Regions from separate parts of the Mus musculus genome. Here regions 1, 2 and 4 are each linked to region 3. Evidence: chromatin contacts called from public Hi-C and HiChIP or PLAC-seq data. All regions are on one chromosome and are shown on one strand. The core of a region is the stretch at or near the end of the contact, and the rest is flanking DNA. Distances in the headings are between cores, read along the strand shown.

Region 1 (2,822 bases), core at 65-2,564, 270 kb after region 3:
GAGAGTGGCATCCTCTGTCCGAAGGCTGCCAGTGGGTCCCGGACTGGCGCCTCACAGTCCGGACCTAGTCTGGTCCATCGCAGACCCGTAAAAGGAGTGAGGCAACCGAATGCTTGACTGGAAGGTCTATGGGGCGAACCCAGCCAGCCTGTAGTTGGGCTTTTCCAGTCATTTAAAACCCGATGTGGGTTCTCCCCGCCTTCGTTTTCTTTTCAACATAATTGGATCTTGGGCGAGTTCCCAGGTCCGATTCTGACTCCGACGTGGGGCTGCAGCCCAGACCCTTGTCCAGAGTCCCCAGAGGCATTGAAACCTGGACTGGAATCCCAGCCGGCAGTGCTGCTATCCAGAAAAAAAGGAGGTATGGGTGTGCAGGTGGCTGGGTAAGGTGTCTGTAGGAAAAGGGTAAAGAGGTGCGAACCCCTGTAGATGCGAAGTCGCTGCCCACCTCTGAAACCCCTCCTCCAAAGTCCAGGGGCGCGAGGAATGGGCTAGACGGGGTTTCAAGTGGACCGGTAAACCCAACGCTCACATACACCTACAAAGGGACACACAGACACGCCCAGAGCGGTAAGGGAAGAAGCTCCCCCAGGGGCCCCTTTTGAGTGGCCAGCCAGCTTCTGGGGCGCCACCTGCCTGGAACTAGGCTGGCTTGGATGGCAGGAAGGGTTTGATCCACAGATCCGAGAAGGCCTTAGCCCTGACGAGTGCATAGTGCGGGCTCTCGTTTCCGGGGGCGGGGGACATTATTAGGTCTACAATCCTCAGGAGTTGGAAGAAGGGGAATACAGTAGGGCGGGGAGCCAGGGCGTGGGGGATCCCCAGACTCAGAGTGCTCCGTGGCTTTCAGCCACAAATGTCCATGAATCATTGTTCGGCCTCGCGACCCCTTTTCTGGACCTCAGCGAGCTGAACGCAGGGGACACCGACGTTGACTATTTAGGAAGAAGAGGGCTGCGAGCGCATGGAGCCCGAACCACACGGGCGCTTAGTGTGGAGCAAGCGAACCGAGCTTGTCTTGTGGCCATTCTTCTTTTCCGAGCCCCGTTGGAGATTAGGGGTATTGGGCAGGTGCCCCACCATCTAATCCAGGCCCACGGCCGATCTCCTTCTTGGCCCTGTATTCTGGTAGTCTTCGGGGAAGCGGCGCGGGCCCAGGCGGGGGCGTGCGTGCGGAGGCGGTGGGAGGGGGCGGTGGCGGATCCGGGAGGGACGAGATGGGGAGGGCCGAGGTAGCTCCAGCCGCGCTCCCGTGCGACCCCCGCGGCGCCGCGGGGCCGGTCCGCACACAATTAAAGCGGGATTCCTCCCCCGCTGACGTCGGCGGCGCCGAGGCCCCTCCCGCGGCTGCATAAAAGGCGCGGGCTCCGCAGCGCAGGCGGCAGTGGGGGCCGAGGAGCGCGGCCGAGAAGACTGTGCGGCGTAGAAGCGCGGTGCTAGAGCGCGGGCCGCCTGCGGAGCGACTGCCCCAGCCAGCCCGATCCCGGTCTCAGCCCGATCCCCACCGGAGCCGAGCGGCCCCGGTGCTCCAAGTGTCCGGAGCCATGCTGGCCGGCCGCGCCGCACGCACCTGTGCGCTGCTCGCCCTCTGCCTCCTGGGCAGTGGGGCCCAAGATTTCGGGCCGACCCGCTTCATCTGCACTTCGGTGCCGGTGGATGCAGACATGTGTGCCGCGTCCGTGGCTGCGGGCGGCGCGGAGGAGCTTCGGAGCAACGTGCTGCAGCTCCGCGAGACCGTGCTGCAGCAGAAGGAGACCATCCTCAGCCAGAAGGAGACCATCAGGGAGCTGACCACCAAGCTTGGCCGCTGCGAGAGCCAGAGCACCCTGGACTCGGGTCCCGGCGAGGCCAGGTCGGGAGGCGGCCGCAAGCAGCCTGGCTCGGGCAAGAACACGATGGGCGACCTGTCCCGGACGCCGGCCGCGGAGACGCTCAGCCAACTCGGGCAAACTTTGCAATCTCTCAAAACCCGACTGGAGAACCTCGAGGTCCGCGTGAGCTGCGGTTTCCCCTCCGTGTTATGCGCCCTTCTGCCCTCGCCCACCCCATCCCGACCCGGTCCGGCACCCCCGTCCCCCCTTCCTTGCCTCTTCGGCGCGCTGATGCCTGACCGGCGCCTCTCGAACCCTGCGGGGCACCGAGGGCTGCCACTCGCTGGAGCTTCCCTCCAGGCCACCCCCGCAATCGCCCCAGGGACCGCGTCGCGGGCCTTCGCGCACGGTCCGGGCTGCACGCCTAACGGTGTGGTTTTCCCCTGCCCTTATGCCCCCGCAGCAGTACAGCCGCCTCAATTCTTCCAGCCAAACCAACAGCCTCAAGGATCTGCTGCAGAGCAAGATCGATGACCTGGAGCGGCAGGTGCTGTCTCGGGTGAACACTCTGGAGGAGGGGAAAGGGGGCCCCAAGAACGACACAGAGGAAAGGGCCAAGATCGAGAGCGCCTTGACCTCCCTACACCAACGGATCAGCGAGCTGGAGAAAGGTAAGGGCTCAGGGGAACGTGCTGCATGCTCTCCAGAGACAGCCTGCCTGGGTCCTGCTCCCTGCCCTGGCCTCTTGTCCCGGCCCCACTCTGTAATCCCTCCCCAGTTAGGGCTTCCTGCCCAGTTCCTAGGCTGGAGATACCTCTCCAGGGACGCAGCAGAGCTTAAGAAGGGATTGTACAGTACAGTCAGGACACTCGCAGGATTTTTTTTAAGTCTGATTTGTTTAATCTCCAGCAACTTTGCACAGTAGCTGTTTGTGGCCCAAGCCTTCCTTAGTAATGAAAGCCTTGCTTTCAGCTGGAATCTGTCACCAACAAAGATCTGGACACTAGCCTT
Region 2 (2,942 bases), core at 5-2,504, 300 kb after region 3:
ACCCCTTGCATGAGACATGGACACAGAGTAGCAGAGGAGGGAAGGGCTGGGAAGACACTGCAGGTGGCAAGAAAGGTTTGGGCTGGGCAGAGCTGGCTTATTCCACTGTGGAACTGTCTCCCATGGTTATCTGAACCCCCATGTCAGTTTGCCGTTACCTAACTCTCCCATGAGGTACCACAAAGGCACCATTCACCAGGGCTCTAGCTCTTTCTGCACCTTGAAACCTTGGATCTCTGTCCAGGAGGCAAAAGTCTTTCAGCCCTCCTCCCAGCAGGCCATTCTCTGAGGCCACAAGAGCAGCAGCAAGTCTCTTGATACCCATTGCAAATCCCTTCTCCTCTTCAAGTTCCCTCAGGTTCAAGCCAGTCCCTCCTTCCTAAATGCAAATGCTCTCCTCGGTGAACCTTCCAGATTCAGAGTCGAAACAGAAATGTGATGTCATTTCTCACTGCTCCCGCCTCACCTAGTGGCCGTCACCCTTAAAGGAGATGCCAATCCCACTTCAAGAGACTGGGTCTCTAGCTCAAGTGCCTCATCTCTTGTCTGTCCATTCTGTTTGTGGGCCCAGTCCCAGGACAGAATCATCCCTGTCAGGGCCACCTTGCCTGGCATGGTGCCTCCTAAGGACAGAGAAACCTTGGGGCTAGGCTGCCTTCATTAGCTCCCCAGGGCAGCCATGGGCATGACAACTCTCCAGGACACACCGTTTGCTCTATGAAAGCTGGAACTTTGGGCCTTTCCTTTTCCAAGAGAGCCTCTGATCTCTGGATATTCACACTACGACATCGAGGGCATGTTGGATCCTAGGGTCACAGCGCCTCATCTCTCATCTGTCCATTCTGCTATGGACTGGGAAGGCTGGTTTTGGATGGATGGATACCCCAGAAACTGTAGAATCTGGCTGAACCAATGGTGGGACTGGGGTGGGGCCTGAATTTTCTCTGGAGGTGACCAAGTCCCTAGTGCCCAGATGACTAGACCCAGGGTTTGACCATTTTCTGCCTTTAGCCTTCGTGACCCGGAGAGCCACTCCTGATCCTGCATAGGCAGAGGCCAGAGCTGTGAGAGACACCCTGCCTTGGCTCAGTGCCAGTATTACACTTGGGGGAAGGGGGGAGAAACAAAACAAAACCCCCAAACAAACTCAAATCCAAAAAACAAAAGGCAGCTGCCAGCAGAAGGGAGGCTGAGTAACAGCCGGGCTGAGTCATGGCAGGAGGAGGCATTTGGTATGAGCGGGAGAGTATTCGGCCAGCTAGGAGCAGCCTCCTTAGGCCTAGAGGGAAGGGGAGGAAGGGGAGGCCCACATGCTGCCCTCTCTGGACGTCTGAGGTACTAGTCAGCATCTCTATAGAACACAGAGTCTTCACAGGTCCACATGCTAGGGATGGCATGGGGCAGACCAGCTCCCCACCCCCGCCTTGCATCGGGAAGCTCGGGCCCAGGTGCCACCCAGACCTCCTCAGTCTTGCCTCAGCCCAGTCTTAGAGGTAACAGACATAAACCATTACAAGGTGGTTGTAGGAATGAAGAGAGCCGCCTCAAGCACACAAGCTCTGGCTGCAGGCCTTCGGACCTGGGGCACCTGATGGACACGCTGGCAAGGCTGCTGGCTGGCGCCCTGCTCTTTCCTTGACAACTTTCCCACAGTTCCTCCGTAATGCCCCTGGAGGACCTGCCTTACCATAACTCTCCAGGATGGATTCTGTTTACCTCTTCCTTGAGAACTGAGGTTCCTGGCTCTTCTGTAAGTCCTGAGTGCAGTAGACATGGCTTTGGGGATAGCCGGGAGAGAAGTGGATTTCTGACCCCAGCTAGTGTCCTGGCCAGAAGACTGGGCAGCCCCTCGCCCCTGTGGTTCCAGTTGCTGCCGGTGTGGCTAGGGACAGTTGGTAAAGAACCCTGCCCAGCACCGTGACCTCAACTAACACAGCACAAAGACTAGCCCTCAGGGAGCCTTGGGTGAGCCTGGTAGGGTGTGCCAGTGTGTCTTCACTGTACCACCCCCTAACAGACAAGTGTCTGTGTGCTGGTGACACCCTCATCCTACTGAAGCTTCAAGTTTGGGAGCTGGCAGATGTCTGAGGATGGTTTTCTGTCAGGCATTGGGAACCTGAAAGAAAGAAGTCACCCAAGACCACCCAGCCAGGTTTGCTGGGAAAGGCTAACCCTGCTCCATGAGATACCTCACCTCTCTTCCGAGGATGGGCAGGGACTCCACAAACTCATTGGCTTTACCCCACTCAGAACTCGTGTGGTCCCAGCCTCTCCTTCAGATGTGGTCTGCTCCCTGCTCGCTCTAGCGGGTGCCTGCCTCTCCCGCCCCCAAGCTCCCTGCGGGAAGGGGTTCCTATGGCACCCCTTCCCCCGCACACACTTAGCTCACTGGAAGCCATCTGCCCGGAGATGGTGGCAGCAGATGCCTCAATGCACAGCGGTGCCTGAAACATAGTCGGCCCAGTGCCCAATCAACCTGGGCCCGTCCCATCAGGGCAGGGGCTGTGGCCAGAGGCGTTTTTTTGCACAGTGAGGACAGGCAGGTCCTGGATCCAATGGCATTTCTAGGATATACATACCAAGTTGGTTTCCAGGCCTAGACTGGGAAAAAGAGCCCTTAGCCTCATCCCTGCCAAGGATGTCTGAAAGCCAAACCTACTTCTTCAGCCTCAGGAAGAGGGTAATGGAAGAGGAGCCAGACGTGAGACAGGACCTCTGTGGGCCACAGCACCTCCAAAGCATGGTGGTACACACCTGTAATTGGGAGCGGAGGCAGGAGTTCCCGGCCATGGGCAACAAAGGGAGACACTATCCCAGTACACAATGAAAAGATAAAAAGACAAGACTCGGGTTGAGCCTGGAGTCCTCTGGACTGATGCTAGAACTGTCATTCCCAAAGATCTGCTTCTGTTGGGGCTGCAGACCTCTGATATAGACCTCTG
Region 3 (3,075 bases), core at 413-2,912:
TCTAGGCAGAACCATACAAAGCCACACTTTGAGATTGCTTCTTGATGCCAGCAGTCACAAAGTGGAGGACATAGCAGTCTGATGTTGTTTTTAAAAGGCAGAAAGGATCCTGAAGCTGGTTGGGAGAGGTCAGGTCCATGTTACTGTTTGATGGGGCTACAACTCAACAGAGCCTGATGGAGCCTCTTACTGCGGCTAACGCCTCTGTTACTGGATGCAAGGAGTTCACTATGGGAATTTCCTGAAAGGAATCACTGCAGTCTGTATTAAGATCTTCTCTCCTTCTCTAACAGAGCTGGCCCAGGCTCTGGAAACAATAAAGGCTTTCAGGTCAAAGCCAGGGAAGTAGCAAATTGAGTGAGGCCAGGTGGGCCTCCCAGAGCCCTGCATTCCCTAGCTCCTATCCCGTTCTTTGTCTACCCCAAGTCTGTTCTTCAGGGCTCGCCCCTTGAGTCATAGGGGACCTGGCCCGGGAGACAGAGCCTTTTGTGTGGTACAGGACCTGCTGCTTACTTCTGTCTGAAAGAGCACATGGAAGATGGTGTGTGTGCTCTCATGGCTACTGCTCCATGTTTGGTATCAGGCTGGCTCTAGAGGTCTTCCCCTACCCTGAGAGTGTGGGTTGTAAATGGAACATGAAAAATAAAGTCGATAAAAGCCATTTACAAAAGGACTATTGCCAGACCCCAAAGAACTGGATGAACATGCCTGGCCCTGGAGCCCTGCTGTGGGGAGGACCAGCGCTACTCTGCTGTGCTGCTTCAATAATAGGCAGGGTGGAGAGAGAGTGGTGTGGTGACCCAGGTGACCCAGGGTTGCTGCCATTTACTGGAATCACGCAGGCATTGCGCCTCCCCAGGCCTTGTCCTGCTGTCATTACTTTTGCTTTGTTGTGGAAACATTTGGTTAGTTTCTAGCTCTTCTTGCAGTTCCAGAACTTTCTTAAAACTATGCTAGACACATGTAAGAGGAGCAGTGATAATTATTTTTATAATTTCAGAAAAGACGTAACAATATAGCATTACCTCTCTTTGACCTAAGGCCATTCTACAAAGTTCCCACTTCAAGAGGAACAGGCTATTGGTAACTCTTTATGTTACATGCATTCTTCTTTCTTGCCTTTTTAAAAAAATATTATTTATTTTTTGCTGGCTGAGATTACCGGGGCTTTAGACAGGGAGAAACCCAAGGTCTGGGATAGGTGAATCACCTCCTGAGATTGGGAGGCTGGCTGTGCTGTGGGAGAGGCTCTGGTGGGGGATGGGGTAGGGTGGGGAGGGCACTGTGCTCTGCGGAGACACTGTTGAGCTACAGTTGCTCTGAGCATTTGGCACAGTGAAGATGGAGGGTTGTCCACACAATGTGGTTAGCAGCCCTAATGAGCAAACACAAGGCCTTCTTTGAAAGAAGCGAGGCAATGTCCTTAGGCAGGTGGAAATCAGACCATGGGTCTGGCTGATTATAACGAGTGCTTTGGAGAGTGATGGCCCCATCCCTGGCCCTTGGCAAGCTCTGCCCCTCCCACTGAGAGGGGAGCCTGCCCTCTGCTCCTCCAGAGATACAGGCTTCCTAACCTTCCAAGTGGTACACCCTCATGATTTCCACAGCTTCTGCCTGAGCTCAACTGCCCTGGAAACTTGATAAATAGTATTTTCTGGCTTTTACAGTAAGTTGCCAATCCTAGGTATCTGATCTAGTCAATGGTTCCCGAGTAAAAGGTCTTTTCTTAGTCACAGCCTAGCTTATCAGTTTCTCCCACAAACACACATTTAATGAGACACAATCTTTGTGACTTATCTACCCAACTGTGATGACAAATCCACTATTCATATCCCTGCCCCATGTCATTTCAGTCAGCAGGCAGTAAATGGGTCCCCCAGAACCAGACCAGTTTGCACATGAATTGCTGACACATAGAGAAGGTCCTGTTTTTCTGAGGACCACAGCAAGGACCTGGTCTGTCTGTGCTGCTCTGGTATTGGTCAGGAAATGATGTCATAGCCCCGTTAGGATCTGCTTGGTGGCCTCACCCTTTCCTCACAGGACAAACTTTTATCTCGTGTCCTTCCAAACAGAAGGAGGTGGTGATGCCAAGATTCTGCACCATAGCAAGGTTCGTTGGCAGTGACACTTCATTAGTTCCTAACATGTAAGCAGGAGGAGGGAGTGGTGATCTATCCCAATCTATATTTAATTGGGAGAGGAAAAAGGGAATTCAGTGGCTTTGCCAAGAGGAGGCCGCTGGGAGTAAGCAAGCATCTGACTTCAGATCAGATGTAACACATCGATGTACCGTTGGCCTGAAGCACAGCCCGGCTCGCCTCCTGAGGAACAGGTGTCTCAGTTAGGTCTGTGGGAAGCGACTGACCTGCAGGACGATGGGCAGCTGCTCTGGGGGGCTCCTGTTTTCCACACCCATTGTGAGCCACACCTGGAATGCTGTCAGCTGCTCGGCAAAGAATGGGCTGTGCTGTGGGAAAAGCCAAAGAGTCGGTTAGGGAGGCAGGTTTCTTTCCACCGCCCTCCCTCACCCCTCAGTCCTGACAAGGCAGTGACCACAATGGACAGAGCTGGAGGGCGCAGGGCTTACGGGCTCTGTCAACAGCCTGACAGGAGACAGAGGAAATCTGAATGTGTGGCCTGTCAACCATCAGGGAGGGTGTGATAAGAGGTAGCTATGAGGGTCACTGCATCCCTGAGCCCCAGTCCTCTGCAGGAGAGCACATACGACTTGTAGGAACACGAGGCCATGTCTCCAGAACCACCATTTCTTCACTATCACTGTGAGTATTATTTTGAGAGAGAGAGAGTTTCCCTGTCTACCCACACCAGTCTGCGGTTCCTCATCTTCCTTCCTCAGCTTCCTGAGAGCTGAGATTGCAGGTGTGCACCATATTTAGCCTGTTTTTTTGTTGTTGTTGTTGGTTTTTTTTTTTGTTTGTTTGTTTGTTTGTGGTTGAGCTCTAGAGAAGGGACCCAGGACTGACTCTAACTATTAGAGGCCAAGGAGACAGGTGGAACCTTCCAAGAAAATGGTGAAGGGAATCGTTGTGAAGATAGAGCAAGATCATATGG
Region 4 (3,199 bases), core at 562-3,061, 330 kb after region 3:
CTTCCTTCCCGACCCAGGCTACAGCGGCAGCAGTAAAATGTCCAAAATGGCAGCGCCTATCAAAATAGAGGCACTATGACATCTCCTCAGCCCAAGGCCATCACAGGAGCTGTCCATGGTGGCAGCACCTTTCCTGCCTCAGCCTACTTCTGTCCTGAGGAGCTGTCCACAGTGGTGAGACCTTCTTTCAATGCCCCAGCCTACAGCCTTGATGAAGCACCACTACCGGAGTTGTTCACAGAGGCAGCACCTCTCTCCAGCCTCCCCAGCAGCCTCAGAGATGGCACCTCAGCAAAAGCTGGCTGCCACCAGGAAGGACTTCCTACTCTAAGTCATGGCCCTAATACAGGGAAAGGAGGTGAAAAATCCAATGATCCCTGAGCCCACCCCAAGCTCAGGACTTGAGATCCCACAAATCCTCATTCTGGAAATCTCTGCCCTGAGAAGCTCTGTCCCCTCAGAAATCCTATAAAAGCACTGCCCCTTTGTCCAGTTTCCTGCTGTCTGCCCCCCCCCCCCCCCCCCCCCCCCCGAGAGCAGAGGGCAGCCATTCCTAGATTAGTCCCTCCTCCTCCTCCTGGAGTCTTCCCTCCAATAAATCTCTTTCATAAAATTTCCTGCTTGGTGTAACTCTCCTGTCAGAAAAGAAGCAAGGAAGAGAAGAGAAGAGAAGAGAAGTGGAGAGAGCGGGGCTGAGGCTTCCTCTCAGAGCTGTGTGGTTCCCGGGTCCTTGTGTCTCACGATGCCTTTCCATTGGGACACCTTTCCCCTCAGAATTTTAAGGTCCCTGGGCTTCCGAGTCCCTTCCATCTGATCAGAAACACAACAACCAGACCTGGAATTGTCTGTCGATCCTTTAAAAACTACTTTTAATTCACCATTTGTGTACATATATGTAGACCCGTGGGAGTTTATGTACATCACAAGCATCCTGGTGCCCATATTTCCTCTGCTTTTTGCTTTTGAAAACTTTTCTTCAAAGGCATTCCAATCTATTCATTACACTCTACAAACGGGGTGGAAGTGTATCAGTCCCTTGCCTAACACATTCGAGGGCCTGAGTCGGCTTCCTAGCATCAAATATATATATATACACTACGGGGTGCAAGTATTAAAAAAAAAAAGTAAATTTTATAAAACTGGACCCTGGCTCTCTGCCTACGATCGAACTGCACCGGGCGCAACATCCCACCCGGGTTACCTTGAGCTCGGGGTAGCTCAGCACTACCAGGGAAGCGCAGGCCCGGACACTGTCCCCTTTCACGAAGGACACATCCACGCCCCCGACCTTCTGCAGGCCCGAGAAGCTGGGGTCCCGCTGCCAGGCCTCCGTGTCCCGATCCACCACGCGCGCTTTCAGCCGGGCTTGTTCCCTAATAGGACACGAACATCAAACGGGCTCAGGGCCCATGGGAAGAGCGCGACGCTCGGGGCGTCCCCCCTCCCAGCCCACCCTCTCTCCTTTTTGTCCATCAAGCCACACTGAGAAGGAAAAGCTCTCGGCGATGGGAATCCCCGGTACCGGAAACGAGGACCACGCCCACAAAGGCTGGCTGCAACTTCCGGCAGCCGGCGGCCCGGAGCAGGCCTGTGCCGCAGCACCGAGGGTCAGTTTCCCAGCCGCCACAGGGGCTGTGAGGTCGGAGGTCACTGGAGAAGGCCACCCCCTTGGCTAATGCACGACCCCGACCCCATTACCCTTTCCACAGCGACAGGGTTTCCTCTGGCGGCCGCTCAGCGGCCGTGTGAGCCATGGCTAGCGCCTCGAGGCTTTGAGGACGTCACTTCCGGAGCGCCGGCGCCGAGCTGTTAGCCTCGCTCGTTTAGCGTCCCTCCGCTTCAGCTGAGGTTGCCGCCACCAGGGGCCGCTGTCACAGCAGTGCTGGGCGCCGAGCGCTGACTTCTTCCCGCGCGACTCTCTCAGATGCCGGCGTCCCGTCCCGTAGGTGGGTTGGCGCACAGGTTTGGGAAATGCAAGCCCAGCTCTGCGCCTTACCTGGCGCCTCCAGCCCTCCAGCAGCTTCGGCCCCGCTCTGAAAAGATTGGCCAGCAGTTGCATCCCTCGCACACACGGAGCCCTGAGCCCTGGGGTAACGCGGTTCCAATTACTGCCAGGTTCGGGTCCGCACATCGACACATTGCGTATGAGCACGCGCTTGCGGAGCAGAAAACCTCTGTGCAAACTTGAGACACCTTTGCAGCATAGATTTTTTCAGTTGTACCGATTGTGAGAAATTAGTCCGGAATAAGAACTCAAAAACCAGTGAAGTCGAGGGTCCTGGGCGTGGGCGCACTCCATTAATTCCAGCATTTGAGTAAAGAGGATCCCTGAATACGAGGCCAGCCTGGTTTACAGTAATTGAGTTCTAAGACAACCAGGACTACACGGAGAAATCCCATTTCGAAAAAACAAAAACAAAGGATCCTCCAGACCAGGGTGTGTGTGTGTGTTAGTTAGGGTTCTTCTAGAGGAAGAGAACCGATAGAAAATACATAAAGGGGATTTAGAGCTTGCCATAAGCAGGCAAAAAACAAAAGCTTCCTTCTTTCATGTCTTTTTATACAGGCTGCCACCAGAAGGTGTGTCCTAGATAGAGGGCAGGTATCTGGACTCTTAGGTTTTAGTTCATTCCAGATATAGCCAAGTCCACAAACAAGATTAGGCACTACAGGGTGTCAACCCAAAACAAAACGCAAAGTTGGCTATGCTCAACGATTTGGTGCAGAACTGTAGTTTTTATATTCTTGATTGCATTAGTCTGCCTCATTCATTTCCTGCTGGGTGAGTACTTAATGAGGACCAGTCTTTCTGTTTCTAGTATAGGTCTCTTACCCCAAATACCCATCCTGTCCGTTTAGTACCCAGAGCCTTACCTAATGTGTATCTCCCTCTCAATGACATGAGCTCAGCAGACTGTAGTGTTTTTTTTTTTTCTTAGAGATTTATTTTCATTCTTGTAAGTCTGGTAACGAATGCAGGTGCCCACGGAGACCAGAAGAGTTAGATTCCCCTGGAGCTCAAGTTACAGGAGCCTGTGGTCCTCTTGACATGGGTGCTAGGCATTGAATTTGGGCCCTCTGAAACAGCAGCACATATTTGGCAATTGCTGAACCAGCTCTCCAGCTCTAGATTGTAGCCTTTTGTTTGTCTTTACCTTAAGACAAAAGAGCCAAGGCCAGCAGGTACCAGCAGGAAGGA

What was found. Hi-C and Micro-C count contacts between places; a contact is called where the count stands out from the background. HiChIP or PLAC-seq counts read pairs in DNA pulled down with a chosen protein or histone mark.
Region 1: a Hi-C map of bone marrow-derived macrophages shows a contact between it and region 3, with 33 read pairs. The contact joins the promoter of Nptx1 here to the enhancer-like site in region 3. A contact is called at or near these places in 7 of 39 promoter capture datasets (3T3-L1-derived adipocytes, the C10 cell line, the HPC-7 cell line and 4 more), 2 of 484 Hi-C or Micro-C datasets (bone marrow-derived macrophages and cerebellum), 14 of 115 datasets of contacts at active chromatin or transcription factors (acute myeloid leukemia, craniofacial prominence, embryonic basal ganglia and 10 more) and 4 of 9 other capture datasets (adipose tissue, embryonic stem cells, liver and 1 more).
Region 2: a FOXA1 HiChIP or PLAC-seq map of pancreatic cancer cells shows a contact between it and region 3. The contact joins two enhancer-like sites. A contact is called at or near these places in 4 of 484 Hi-C or Micro-C datasets (bone marrow-derived macrophages, cortical neurons, embryonic fibroblasts and 1 more), 13 of 115 datasets of contacts at active chromatin or transcription factors (SST interneurons, acute myeloid leukemia, bone marrow-derived macrophages and 9 more) and 3 of 9 other capture datasets (adipose tissue, embryonic stem cells and liver).
Region 4: an H3K4me3 HiChIP or PLAC-seq map of bone marrow-derived macrophages shows a contact between it and region 3, with 4 times the contacts expected there. The contact joins the promoter of Endov here to the enhancer-like site in region 3. A contact is called at or near these places in 5 of 39 promoter capture datasets (the C10 cell line, cancer-associated fibroblasts, embryonic stem cells and 2 more), 3 of 484 Hi-C or Micro-C datasets (bone marrow-derived macrophages, cortical neurons and myeloid progenitors), 27 of 115 datasets of contacts at active chromatin or transcription factors (the NIH/3T3 cell line, acute myeloid leukemia, bone marrow-derived macrophages and 18 more) and 4 of 9 other capture datasets (adipose tissue, liver, macrophages and 1 more).

The regions. Positions count from the first base shown.
Region 1 is chr11:119,546,312-119,549,133 of GRCm38.p6, reverse strand. It overlaps Nptx1 (neuronal pentraxin 1), which reads left to right and starts at 1,314. Exons shown (of 5, transcript NM_008730.2): 1 at 1,314-1,988; 2 at 2,275-2,482. The coding sequence starts at 1,545. Gm11762 (predicted gene 11762) reads right to left here and starts at 504. Exons shown (of 4, transcript NR_045099.1): 1 at 1-504.
Region 2 is chr11:119,515,488-119,518,429 of GRCm38.p6, reverse strand. No RefSeq gene overlaps it. Among named protein-coding and RNA genes, the nearest start is that of Gm39484, 6.2 kb to the left of the region's middle. Within about 2 kb of position 1,254, at least 70 of the 459 cell types and tissues checked have an H3K27ac peak or open chromatin away from gene starts, as enhancers often do. A contact at or near this core is called in pancreatic cancer cells, where this site is marked.
Region 3 is chr11:119,816,473-119,819,547 of GRCm38.p6, reverse strand. Rptor (regulatory associated protein of MTOR, complex 1) reads right to left here. Exons shown (of 34, transcript NM_028898.3): 11 at 2,369-2,470. Among named protein-coding and RNA genes, the nearest start is that of Rptoros, 16 kb to the left of the region's middle. Within about 2 kb of position 1,662, at least 44 of the 459 cell types and tissues checked have an H3K27ac peak or open chromatin away from gene starts, as enhancers often do. A contact at or near this core is called in bone marrow-derived macrophages, cerebellum, microglia and 1 more, where this site is marked.
Region 4 is chr11:119,489,959-119,493,157 of GRCm38.p6, reverse strand. Endov (endonuclease V) reads right to left here and starts at 1,811. Exons shown (of 9, transcript NM_001164636.1): 1 at 1,699-1,811; 2 at 1,202-1,373. The coding sequence starts at 1,754. It overlaps A930037H05Rik (RIKEN cDNA A930037H05 gene), which reads left to right and starts at 1,923. Exons shown (of 4, transcript NR_153849.1): 1 at 1,923-2,115.